2 separate regions of the Mus musculus genome follow, and region 1 is linked to region 2. A link is a contact called in public promoter capture Hi-C data. All regions are on one chromosome and are shown on one strand. The core of a region is the stretch at or near the end of the contact, and the rest is flanking DNA. Distances in the headings are between cores, read along the strand shown.

Region 1 (6,635 bases), core at 2,258-4,757, 2.1 Mb before region 2:
AAAAGACTGAGCACTCTCAGCAAGCATTTCTGATGGTAAATAGTTTGCAGCTAACTTACACCCATTCACTAAGAATGCCACAAGCCTGGTACTCAAGTCTGTCATGCCCTCAGGGCTCAGCAGGGCACGGTACATGGTGCGTGGTTCACAGTTCTTTGTAAGAAAAGCATCTTTGGGAGGCATAGGCTTCCCCTGGCCTGTGGACATGAGTGATACACCTTCAAAGGACACACTATGAAAAAGGAGATCACAAGTCAAAAACGGCGTAGCGCTAAAACATAAAACAACGCACACAGAAATATCAAGATTGGTAAATTGTGTGTGAGCATGTGTGCACACGTGTGCAGGTCACCACCCGTGAGCCCACGTGGAGGCAGAGTGAGAGTATTGTGGGGAGGGGACAGCCAAACAGATTGTCAGGACTGTTTAAGCAGGGTGACAGACAGCACATCAGAAAATATTGTTCTCTGTAGCATCTCCGTTCATATGGAAAAGTGTTCGGTGAACAGAATGAAAACTGAAGCCACTGTTAGGAGGAGCAGTGGCAAGCAGAGGTAATGGGCAACAGCTCTCTCATGTTTCATGTTAAGACATCAGAAGCGCCTTGTTCAGGCCAGGACTGAGGCTCCACGCCTAGCACTGTGGGCTTATGCAACCTTCCCGTAAAGAGCCCAAACAAGCCAAGGAATGACTATTATAACATTAAGAGGAAGAACACTGTCACTTAAAAAAAACAAAAAACAAGCAAGCAAACAAACAAAAAAACCAACTAGTGATAAAACTTTCCTCTGTCCACTGTCAGGTTTGTTAGCAAATTTCAAGGTATCTGTAGCAAGAGCCAGCAAGGAGGCTCAGAGGGGAAAGAACTTCCTGCCAAGTCTGATGACCTGAGTCTGATCCCCAGGGTCCCACATGGTGGAAGGAGAGAACCGGCGACTTCCATGGGTGTGTGCGTGGGCACGCACACAAATACATTTTCCATTTTAAAAGCAGCCATGGGTCTCTCTTTGTGCCAGGTTTCCACATACACAAATCCAATATGCAAAGGCTGACATTTCCCCTTCATCCAAGGAGTGGCAAGGAAATTCAATTTGAGAATTATTAGCTACAGTAGTGCTGAGAGTAATAAGGAAGCAAGAAGTGAATCTTTTGAGAAAGGTGCCTGACCTTTCTGGGAGGAAATGGTAAAATTTTATTGAAAGATATAAAGGAGAAGGTGAAGATGCTAACAGGCAGACAGAATGACTATCACAAGGATGTCAGGTCCCTACTCGCTGCTGCAGGTTGAACGCAGGACAGCCCAGGACTCTTATGTCATTTGCTTGAGCTTATTCCACAGTGTAGATGGAAGAGCAGAGATTCATCAAACACTAGAACAATCCTGAAGGAATGTAAGAGAGGCACGTTTCTCCTAGGCTTGGAGCTGGGGTAACTGAAGCAGGCTTGTGTCAGCCCCTGGGTGGATGGGAGGACTAGCAGAGAAAGGGGCCAAGGTTTGGTTTGCAGGTGACAGTCTTGGTCCACGAGGCTTCTTGACTGCCCATTCACTGGGAAAAGATAGGTAGAACTTTGTTTAATAGATGGCACTCTGGGATGATGGTCTGTGTCCATTGTCAGCACGACAGAGTCACCTGGGAGAAAGACATCTGGAGCACATCGATTTGAGGTGGGAAGATCAGCCCACTGTGGGTGGCACCATCCTGTAGGCTGGGAAACTGCATTGTGTTAAATGAAGAAAGGATCTGAGCAGCAATGCGCTCATCGTTGTTTCCTGATTGTGGGCAACCAGCTGCTCCAAGCTCCTGCTACTCTGACGACTTCCCCACTGTGATGGATTCTAACCTTGAACCATGAACCAGAATAAACCCTTTCTCCCTTCTGTCGCTGTGGTCGGAGTATTTTTTTTTCATAGTGATAGGAATAGAAACTAAGAAAGCCCTAGAGAAATCAAATCAACATCTCACAAAACCTACTAGCAGCCCCTTTGTCATCTAAAATCCACTCTGTGTATCAAGGTCACTGTCTGTAGACAGAAACTGTACACACTTTGTAGAATATCTTTGTGAAATTGCATAGGAATGCTTAAGAAAGAATCACTCAAAGAGTATCAATCATTAGGGAAGAAAAATTAAAGTTGACCACATACAAATAAACCTTTATAAATATCACAGCTTCAAAAAAAATAATTCCACATACTGGAAATGAACTATGAAACGGTTATAGCAATTCACACTTGAAAAATCAAACACCGAACTTCTCCAAATAAATATGAGGGGAAAAAATACTCCAGTAGAGAAATGGACAAATACACAAATAGTAACTTGTGTAATAGGAAACCCAAAAGTCCAATAAACAACTAAAAACACAAATGCCCAACAAAACACCTGCAAACACAAACACCCAACCAAACACTTATAAACACAAATGCCCAACACAAGGCGAGTGTAGTTGATATCATCAAAACGGCAAGAAGCCTACGACAGTTTGTAGGTAGGATTTTCGGTTTGGAGTGGTTTCCCAGCTAGGATCTTGCTGTATCGCTCGATGGCTCTGGCTGCCTTGGAACTCTCACTCTGAATCCTGGACTCAAGCTCCCAGCAATCCCTTTGTCTCAGCTTCCTGAAAGCTTAGATTGCACCATGCTGTGAGAAGGTTTGGACTTGCCAAACTTCTACCAGCTTGCTCTACTGCATCTGTCCCTGACTCTTCCTCCTCCTCCTCCTCCTCCTCCTCCTCCTCCTCCTCCTCCTCCTCCTCCTCCTCCTCCTCCTCTCACTCCTCCTCCTCCTCCTCCTCCTCTCACTACTCCTCTTCTTCCTTCTCTTCCAACTCCTTCCCTTTTCCCTATCCTCCCTCCTCTCCTTCCTCCTCCTCCCCCTTTTCCTCCACTTCCTCCCCTCCCAATTTCCCCCCTTCCTCCCCTTCCTCCTTTTCTCCCCTCTCCTCTACCTCTTCCCTTCTCTCTTTCCCTCCCCCTCCTTTGCCTTCTCTCTACACACTGGCCCTTGCTTAGGCAGCACCCCCCCCCCCCGGGCCAACTTTGTTTGACATCACACGTCATAGCCACCAGTTTTCCCTGCTGGTGACTCTGAGGTCACTCTGTAGCTCTCCCTTGGCCCATGTCTCCTGCCTTGCTCACAGCACCTGTGGTGTGGTTTGCCTTCTCTACAGAGCAGGAACTCCAGGACAACCTGGCTTCCTGCATTTTAGAGTCACCAGCTCCCAACACAATGCCTGATACACAGTAGGCACTCAAGTGTTTGCCCATGGGAGTCAGGCCAACTGACTTCTTGGAGGATGCAGATTCTTCGAGAGCAACTTTGTCCCTGCCCTGGCTTAGGAAGTGAATCTTCAATTCTCTAGGGTGCCTGGGTTCCCTTTGGAGCCTAAGTCAAGTGCCCTTGGTGGCCTGGGCCCAACCTAGCACCTGTGGGGCCCCAGGTCCTCTTCCAGACCGCATGCTCCACCCCCTCAAGGCTGTGGGGCAGCAGCTTGGGTAAGTTCCTCTTCCGTTTCCTCCCGCCTCTTGAGCTGGGGTGCTGCTCCTCACTGCCGGGTACCTCCTAGCCACTCCATACCACTGGTGTCCACAGCAACGCTCCTGGCCCCCAACTGTCATCCCTGGCTGCTGGGCCTCAGATGCAATGCAGGCCATCAAGTGTGTGGTGGTGGGTGATGGGTAAGTACCTGGCTGAGTTGTCTCCCACCCCTACCAGGATGCCTCTGAGATCCTCCCTGGTACACCCACAGATTCAGGGCTCCCAGGAGGTTCTGGGGAAAGTCGCTTCCTTTCCTTGTAAGGGCTTACAAGGAACATTTGGGGTGGGTCTGGACTGCTCCCTGTCCTTCAGCCTACCCCACTCCGGAAGCTACTTGGGTGGAGGGCCTGGACTGTGGGTGGGGTGCTGCTATTTGCCTGTACCCTGAGAGCTGGGACAGGGCTCCTACCGGGCCAGCATCAGTTCAGGGTACAGGTACGAGGAGGGAAATCAGCAGCTTGCCCTTCGGACCTTTGTTTCCCAGGCTGGCCCAGGCTCTAGTTGCTGTCTTGCTGGGCCTAGGGGACTTCTGGCAATCTCCAAGCTTTCTGACTCTCAGTCCAGCCTCTGCTCTTAAGGACTCCAGAGGGCAGGCTGGCTGCAGCCCTGCTAAAGTCTGATAGTCATTGTCAGATCTTGGGACCACAGGCTCTCATAACCCAAGGCCTGAGTTTCTTCATGTGTCTCCCATATATTCCGACACATTAGGGTGCAGTCCTCAAGTCTATCTTGGGTCCCGCTAGATCCATCCTCACATGTACTAGACAGCCATCTTCAGTTCGAAACGGGGAGGGGCTGAGGCCTGGAGACCTTTCCTGGCTTAGGTCCCAAGGTCACACACACTTTGGCTCTGCTGGTGGCATAGGCTATCTACCTCCTCAGCTGACTAGGTCCGACTTGGTCGCTGCTGCAGCCGCCACCGCGCTAGGGTGTCAGCCGTTATCTGTGGCAGCTGCTCTGCTCACTTCTGCTTTGTGTCTGATCTGGGGGAGGAGGGGGCGGACACGGAGGGCCGGAAGTCAATGATTCTATGCATTCAAAGTTACCTGGGTGGCAGGCTGGGGCTTGAGGGCAGAGGTTTAGGGGGCAGGGACAGCAGAGCAACCTCCTCGAGTGGGAAGTGACTTAACGGAATTGTACTGGGGAAGGCCCGGAGCTGTCCCTCTGGCCTCTCAGCTTCCTGCTGAATGACCTGGGTGACCTCCCAGCTTGGCAGGGAGATAGCTTAAATGGTGGTCATCTCCATTTATCCCATTTCTCTTTTGTATGTGGTCACCGGGCTGTGGCTCTCTGTATGATCTGTCTTCCACCAACCCTACTTACCATCACAGAGTTCGTTTTACAGGTGGGAAAGACCAAAACTCCGAAAAGTTACATAACCTGCCTTGGAGGCAGAGGATTTGAACCCAGGCCCCTCTGACTTCAAAGAGGGGCGATGGGCAGTCCCTAACAGTCATTAGTTGGTGCCACTTCTATGGCACCGGGTTCAGTGTCTTAGAAGTATCAGTTATTTTACTGGGAAGATGGGCTTGTCCTTGTTGTCTACATGGGGAAACTGAGGTACAAGGTGCTTAGGTGACTTGCAAAGTTGTGTAGATGGCAAATGATGGAGGCAGGATCTGAAGCTTAAGAGAGACACGTGACAGTCTTACCCAGCTCTCCAGGGTCCTCTGTTCGGCCCCATGGTCATCTGTGCCTATCACCTGTATCCCACACACTGGTACATGTACAGTACTGGAGTTCTCCTCAGATGTGTGGCTCACACCCATGGCTAAGACTGAAGTCAGGTTCTTTATGGGCACTGCACGGGGTAGAGCACACTGGTATGGGGTGTCTGGGATTGGGAGACTGGAGCCTGAGTACAGTTCCCGCCTCCCCTTCATCTTGACCTTGGTGAAGGGGAGCTATGACCTTGGTCTCTCCTGCATCTTGTCTCTTGTCTTTCAGAGCCGTGGGCAAGACGTGTCTTCTCATCAGCTACACCACCAACGCCTTCCCTGGAGAATACATCCCCACTGTGTGAGTGGCTTCTTGGGGGCTGTCCCCTGTGGGGGCCTGAGACCAAGTAGGCTGGTAAGGCTAGAGAGACTCTCCATTGTGGGGAAGCTGGCTGGTGATCCGACATGCAACGCAGTGACTTATGCTAAGTCTTAGAATGTATGCTAAGGAGGCAGAGGCTCCAGAAGGCAGAGGGACTGTGGGGTGGGAAGGCGTAAAAGGACAGGAAGGAATATGTCCTTCAAGCCAGCCAGGAGGAGAAAGAGGGGTGGAGATGGGCTATGGAGGTGAGGGAGGAAGAGTACCTCAGAAACTTAGCAGCAGTGTCTGGGGACCCGTGTGCTGGGGTGGGCACAGTGCTAGCTGTGGTCTGTGGGAAGCCTATCTTCTGGTGCAGGATGTAGCCATCCGCTCCCACATGATACACAAGGAGTCCGCAGGTGTCAGAAGAGTCTCAGAGCATCCCCATACTCACAGAGCAGCTCCCCAGCTTCCTGCATAGATTTCAAGCTCTTCAAGTATCCCCCAATCTTCCCTTCTAGAGATGTTACCCACTGTTTTGCTTTATTGGATCAACGATCCTTAGGCAAACCTACCGCAGGACCTTTGCACCAGCTCTTCTCCCTGCCAGAAATGCCCTAGGGTGATTTCCTGTCTCATTCTCATACCTACACCCTCCAGGCCTATCCATGGTGCCCTCCTGGAAGCCTTCAAGGCTAAAGGCCTGTCAATCGCCAGAGGAGCTTGCCAGCTCTCTCTCAAGACCAAGGACCCATATGTTGAGAAGGCCTTGGCTTCTCAAGAAAGTGGTTGATACATTGTGTAATATACATATGTCTCATAAGTGATATCTGTGCCTCGAGGTGACGAGATCCAGAGAAGTCTTCACCACTAGCATCTAGTTAGAATGCCTTTGGGTTGGTGGCCCTGTACAGGATACCACACTAGTGATTGCATTGGGTCCTCAAGGGAAATGGGTGTTACAATATCCTGATGGCCAATAGCCAATAGCAGCTATGAGGCTTGTCCCCCTGGGTCACTCAGCCTGTCTGCCTTCAGTATCTCACCGGGGCCTTCATTTTTATCTTCATGGAAGCC
Region 2 (7,118 bases), core at 3,382-5,881:
CACAGTGGTGAGCACACACAGTCCCAGCACTGAAGAGGCAGACGCAAGCGGAGCGCTGGAGCCCTGGCTAGCCAGTCTATTACATCAGTGAGCTCTCTTGGCCAGTGAAAAACCCTGCCTCAGAAAACATGGTAGAGGGGCTGGAGAGCAGACTACCTTACTGGGGGCTTTTCCAGAGGACCTGGGTTTGATTGCTAGCACCCACATGGCAGCTCACAATCACCTGTAACCCAAGTACCAGGGGCTATGACACCTTCTTCTGGCCTCTACAGAGACCAGATTTATACGTGGTATATAGAAGTACACTTAAGCAAAACACATATTTACATAAAACAAATATATATATATATATATGTGTGTGTGTGTGTGTGTGTGTGTATATATATATATATATATATATATATATATATACATAAACACATATACACACACACACACACACACACACACACACACACAAACCCAAGGTGGAGAGTGACTATTGATGATACTTGACATGCACACTAGACAGACAGACAGACAGACAGACAGACAGACAGAGTACCTGACAGAGACAGGTAGTGAGCAATAGCTGGCTGAGTCTGAGTTTGGATTTTCAGCTCTAAGCCAAGCTTCTTCACCTTAGTTTTCATCTGTAGTACAAGCGGCTGGACGAAGGCTGTTGTGCAACACTGCCTGACTGTTACTGCTGGAAGTACCGGAGCCTCCGGAACCTGCAGCACACATCACAACTCACCTCTGGTATACATGACCTCTGACATTCTGAGTCGGCTGCCAGGTATGGAAGGGAGGGGCCGCTGGGCCTGTTAGTTCCTCTTGAGCATCTGAGAATGAGCTCACCTGGCTGTCAGAGCCCGGATAACGGGAGTGGCCCTGCTTGTCCTAGGAGTTCTGGATATCAGCCATGGCTGAGCCTCTGCTTTAACACGCTTCATGTGATCCCATGAAGAACACTGAGGCGGATGGGTGCCCTGCTCCTGTATCACTGCACAGACTGCTTGGTCTCCAACAGCCTACCCCGGGACCCAGCTCTTCCACTGTGGCTGTCCAAGCGAGCACTGGTATTCAAGAACCCTTGCTAAGTGGTTCCAGTTTCTTCAATGACAGGGTCCCCCCAGAGGCTCAACCCAGCCATTGCTGTTCTCAGAGAAGAGAACCGCATCACTGGGCTGGATTAGGGTGAGACCAGAGAGGCACCTAGCAACAAAATTCACGAAGATCCTGCACTGGAAAGGCTACCAAAGAGCAGGGGATATCTTAAAAATGAGACTTCATTCCTTTTTTTCTTTTCTTTTTTTACCTCCCTGACTATTTAAGGCTTCAGTCTCTCCCAGCCCCAGCACTTGTTTGGCACAAATCATGTGGCCGTCTTCCTGGTTCTCAAGCCCCTCAGGTAGCTCCTGGGGCTAGCAGACCAAAGCCAGGACAAAGGGCAAGTGGGGCCTGGTCTCCATCTCTTTGCACCTAGTAGAACGACACTGCTTGGGTTGGGTAGTAGGTTAAACACGCTCAGGAGATGGAGAGATGGTTAAGTAGGAAGCATTCGAGTCTGAATTTGGATTCCCTAGTACCCATGCAAAGCTGGGTGTGGCTGTGCGTGTCTGCAGGCCCAGCACCGTGTGGAGTCGAAAGGATTGTTGGGGTTTGCTGACCAGCCAGTCAAGCTGACTAAAGGCAAGTTCCAAGTTCAGTGACACGCACACACACACACCACACAAAACCACACCACACACAAAAACATTCACCTTCTAAAAACTAGAAGAAAATTAAAACACACACACACACACACAAACTACCACCATCTGTACTCTTTTGAGTTAGACAAACTTATTTCTCATGTTTCTTTTTAATATTTCTAAAACGGGTGGGGCAAAATGATCTTACAAAATTTGGATAAAGCTAGATACAGGTTCTAAGCTTTGGCTTTTTTATTTGGGCTTCATTCCCCATTTCAAAATGCACCGAGGTGGCTCTCCAACAATGCTAGCAAGTGTCTGACCGAGGGGACACAGGAAGCACAGAGAGAAAGCCAGGATTGAGAAATGACCCTATGGATTCACTGTTTAGCCCGACCTACTTGTTGTCCCGACCTACTTGTTGCATCTCTGGGCACGGAATCTGGAGGCACCTTTGGTACAGGGTAAAAAGAGAAGCCTACTGAGAGAGGACCATCCACACCCACGTTCACGCGCCTGCAGGGATCTTACTGGGATCCTAAATCTGGTCAAGGGTGTGCTGTCCCGTGGGACCTGACTGAGGAACCCTCTGGATGGCCTGAGGTTCTTGTGGAGCACCTGTAACTGAAGGCGGGCCGGGGACGGGGAGTGGAACCATGGAACTGGAGAAAGGTAGAGATCTGTTCTGTCTCCTGTAGCAGGAATGAGGAGCCGAACCGAGCAAAGCTCAAAGACTTTTGGGGCTAGACAGGCTCCCTGGCCCCTCAAGGAGGAGGATATGCCTGAGAAGGGTAAGACAATTTTTATCTGCAAGTTTGAGTAAGAATGTGGACCTCAAACTTCCTGATCAGTGGGCCCGCAGGGAATGCTGTTAAGAGGCTACCAAGACAATGTACATGCCCCACAGGCCACGGGTCAGGAGCATGAATTCCTACCTGTGAACAGACAGCCAGATCCAAGAAGCTCTGCTGTCCCTGGATGGCCTAGACAAGGGTTTTCTTTTTTCTACTTCTACGTCAGAGCTTGTTTTTTGTACTCAGGGTCATGCCAGCTCCCACTGACCACCGTCTCTTATACCAGCTCCACTGCTTACAGCGTGTCTTATAGCAGTCCACTGCTGCTCAGTACAGACTACTTGCCCATGACTCCCAGCACGCTAACAAGGCTCACAGATGAGTTGCAGCTGTGTGGATGGAAGGAGGTGACAGGGCAGATCAGCTCCATCCTCACACTGAGAGGCCCTCATCAGAACACCCTGTCCTGGAAGAACCTACACTGACACCTCGCCCACATTTGTACCAATCTATAAGCAGAAACAGCAGACAGGATGGATCTTCCTAATAGGATTAAGCTCAGACTATTCCAGAGGCTACCTGGTAGTCCTACTGGACCTAGGTAAGAAAGCTCCCCTTCAGTCAAAGAAAACAGAGGGGGGTAAATTGGGGAAAGATAGAAAGGTAAGATCATACTCTCTGCCCAGGTGTATGAAATCCAGGACAGGCTGTGAACTGAATATGGCATTCAGGAAAACAACGCGGCCCACGGATAGCCCATGGGATAATCACAAAGACCGTCTCGTGAAAAGTGAAGTTCCGTGCTTTCTAGTCTTCTCTTTATTCCCAAAACACCCTTTAGGCAGAGCAGAGTTTAAACAAACAGGCAACTGAGAGCCAGAAGCCTTGGCCTCCATCTGCCACCCAGGCCTTTTCTCCATTCTTGCCAGCTTAAGAAACTTGTGCGAGGGGGCAGTGCTCCGCAGAGACCGAGAGACCCGCCAGATTTGGCTTGCAGAAGGTCAAGGTGGTGGCACCTAGCCGCCTCCATCCCTCCAAAGGTTCCCATTGAATCAGGGTGGCCTGTCTTCAGGCCACCACCATCGGCTAGCTCTGCGCGCTCTGGCCCTCAGAATCCACATGTGAACAGCAGATTCTACTTTCCAACTTAACACAAACACGGAACGACCTCTGCAAGCCAGCCAGAGATGCAGGGCCAGCAGGGTGTGCGGTGTACACAGTCCGCTGCCAGGCAACAGAACAGGGTTCGACACGGCCCTTGGAGGGCCGGGCAAAACTGCTCTGGCGTCTGGAGACTATCGGGGCTGAGCTTAGGCTCCACATCCTCCTATTCTCGCTCTTCTCTCATGCATTCCTTAGGCCTTCCACTTATTCTGAATGATTGCCTAAAAAGCAGAAACGCAGACGGACTCTGGGAACTATTTCTCTGTGAGCAAAGACCCTGTACTGGAAGCCCCGTCCTTATTGTCCGGGTGAAATGTAGGATGATTTGGGGTCTCGGCCTACTCTCCGTGAGTGGCTCTGGGGGCGGGGCGCACTTCCTCCCCAGACAGCGGCGTCCTCCCTCTAGGATGCCAGGATGGCTGAACCCGGGCGAGCCCGACTAACTCGCAGGCCGCTTTCTCCGAAGCAGGTCCCCTCCCGCCACAGGACCCTCCCTCGAAGGCCGCTCCGGCCCATGCCAGCTCCTACCGGGCTCCAGCAGATGAGCGCGTCTGTGTCCGGGTCGCTCACGAGGGTCCACAGCTTGGTTAGGAAGGCCGGGACGTTGCTGGGCCCCGCTGCACCGGGGCCCACGGCCAGATCCATCTCGGACGAAAGCAGGCAGAGGCTGGGGTGGCCTTTTAGAAGAGTGGCTGAAGGCTGAGCTAGTGTCGTCGCTGCCCCTGCCGTCCGGGCCGCTCCGCCGCCCGCTGCGCACACACAGCAAGGCCTCGCATGGCCGCAGCCATCTTGCGACCGGCGCGCTCTCGCTAGGGCCAGACCTGTAGCCTCTGTGCGCAGGCGCCGTGATCTCCCCTGCCTACTTTGCCGGCCCAGCCCTTGCGCCGCACCCTACGCCTGCGCAAGATGGCTTCACCCGGGCTGCTCACCAATCAGAGCCTGGTAGGGCGGAGCCTGGCTGGGGGCACACGAGGCGCTCCCGCTGCCGGAAGCGGCAGTAGATCGGTAGCCGGCGCGGCGCAGCATGGCGGGGGCGTGTGGTAAGCCCCACATGTCACCGGCATCGCTGCCGGGGAAACGACGTTTGGAACCTGATCAGGAGCTGCAGATACAAGAGGTAACTTCCAAGTAGCGGACAGCATCCCTCTGGGAACCATGCAGGCACTTGGCAAGACCAGGGAGGCCGGGCCGTGGCGCAGCGTGTAGTGTCGTGTGGGTCGCCTAGAGCCTGATCGTCCAGTCTGGGCTGTTATTTTGGAACTCTCAGCAGAACATTACTTGCGCCGAGGGGCGCTGGAACCCGGGGGATAGTTCTGTGGCTTGAACCGTGTTAAGGGAGAGACCTTTAAGAGTCCCCTCACCATAGTCTCTGGACCTTCCATCTGTGCTTCCTGTCCTGGGAAAGGTTGTAATTGCGCTCGTGCTGTGCTACCAAGCCAGCATGTCAGGTGTGTTGTGAATCAAAAGAGGACTTGAGATTATGGAAGTCTGATTGGAACCCAGGGCATCCAGAACTGGTTGTCATGGAACCATTGCTAGTCCATGTTGCTAAGCTCAGTAGGCTTGCTACATTCATCAAATGTAGGTGGTAGAAGGCATGCACAGCTGACTCCACTGAATTGGATCCTCAAAGTTCTCAACTTTCCTAATGCTGTGGCCCTTTTAATACGGTTCCTCGTGTTGCGGTGATTTCCCAACTACAAAATCATTTTCGCTGCTACTTCATAACTGTAATTTTGCCGGGTGGTGGTGGCACACGCCTTTAATCCCAGCACTTGGGAGGCAGAGGCAGGTGGATTTCTGAGTTCGAGGCCAGTCTGGTCTACAAAGTGAGTGCCAGGACAGCCAGGGCTACACAGAGAAACCCTGTCTCGAAAAAACCAAAAAGAAAACATAACTGTAATTTTGCTACTGTTATGAATCGTAATTATTTGATATGCAGGATAGTCTATGAAAGGGTTGCTCGCCCCAGAGGGATTGTGACCCACTGGTTGAGAACCACTACGTAAGTTGTCCCTTTGTTTTATGAAACGCCCCTAAGCTTTTCCCTCTGTGTAGTTCTAGGCAGTAAGCCTTTAATAGTCAGTTGTTTATGCCCTAACTGCGTGCAGTACTTTTACTTGTTAGTATGACAAGTAGCGTAGTTTTAGAGATGTCAATAATAAGAGAATGTCAGTGTGACATCTATGGAAACTCAGGTGATCACTGTGATGATTGGCAGCGAAGGCCACTCAGGTAGACAAGAACTAGCCAGCGGCATTGGCACCCATCTTTAATCCCAGCACTCAGAAGACAGAGACAGATGACCTCCGTTAGTTCGAGGTCAGCTTGGTCTACAGTGTGAGTACTAGGTGCAGTCACATGCTTCCTCCAGTGTTCAAGTACTTGTTCAACTTTTGGAGGTCAGTGATAGAAAACTGTTCACAATGCTTGAATGTCTTATTGTGTTCGTTGTAAAGTGGCCTCTAGGGCTGTACTCACAGGATTCTCTGTTCAAAAAAAAAAAAAAAAAGACAGCAGATGGTTTGTTTGTCTGGCACTGGGATGAAACACCAAGACCAAGGCACCTTATCAAAGGAAGAGCTTACTTGGAAGCTTGCTTGCAGTTTTAGCGGGTTGGTCCTTGACCACCATGGCAGAGAGTATTGTGCTGGAGCAGCAATTAAGAGCTTCTCTTATATCTTGATGAGCTGGGAGAGAGGAAGAGGGAGGGATTCTAGGCTTGATGTGGATTTTTGAAGCCTCAGAGCCCACGCCCAGTGACCTACCAACGCCTCCTAATTTTTCTTCAGCAATCCATCCCCTGGGAACCAAACATTCAAATGTATGAGCGTATAGGGGGGTGGGGGGCTCTTGTCATTCAAACCAACACATAGGCTTATCTTGCTAATCTTCAGCTTTCCGACTTGTCCGTCAGGGCTTGGTCCTGGTCGTCAGGGTAAAGAAGCCTCCTGTTGCAGCTGGTCAGAGCCTCCAGGGAGTTCTAATCCCCCCCAGGCCCAGGGTCCCATTCCAAGCTGGTGTCAGTTTCAGGACCCTTAGGTGACAGTAGGGTGTGGAGTGTGTCCGTGGAGGAAACTTGGTTTTGGTGGCACAGTGAGAAGAAACTGATCCCCACAAAGCCAGTGTGTTCTTGAAAGGTTCCCTCTGTTTGTTGCACGGCTCTGGGGACTGGTGTGTCTGCTCCGAGGGCAGGTTCTGTCCACAGAGGCAGGAGAGGAGGAGGGTTCCAGGCCGGGTGAGTGGTTTCGGCGCAGACGGAAGTGTGTGACCAGAGGCACCTGCTTCCAGGTGGCAGTTATTAAACCCTCTGATTCCTTGCAGCCTCCTCTCCTCAGCGATCCTGACTCCAGTCTCTCTGACAGCGAGGAGAGTGTGTTTTCAGGCCTCGAAGATTTGGGCAGTGACTCGAGTGAGGAAGACACTGAAGGAGTGGCCGGATCCAGCGGTGACGAAGACAACCATAGGGCAGAGGAGACCTCTG

What was found. Promoter capture Hi-C pulls out the DNA fragments that hold promoters and counts their contacts.
Region 1: a contact with region 2 is called in a promoter capture Hi-C map of pre-B cells, with 3 times the contacts expected there. The contact joins the promoter of Rac2 here to the promoter of Bop1 in region 2.

What each region holds. Positions count from the first base shown.
Region 1 is chr15:78,569,655-78,576,289 of GRCm38.p6, reverse strand. Rac2 (Rac family small GTPase 2) reads left to right here and starts at 3,507. Exons shown (of 7, transcript NM_009008.3): 1 at 3,507-3,679; 2 at 5,487-5,558. The coding sequence starts at 3,645. Gm36738 (predicted gene, 36738) reads left to right here. Exons shown (of 2, transcript NR_155437.1): 2 at 1,618-1,879.
Region 2 is chr15:76,474,762-76,481,879 of GRCm38.p6, reverse strand. Bop1 (block of proliferation 1) reads left to right here and starts at 4,631. Exons shown (of 16, transcript NM_013481.2): 1 at 4,631-4,751; 2 at 6,959-7,118. The coding sequence starts at 4,659. It overlaps Hsf1 (heat shock factor 1), which reads right to left and starts at 4,518. Exons shown (of 13, transcript NM_001331154.1): 1 at 4,163-4,518. The coding sequence starts at 4,279.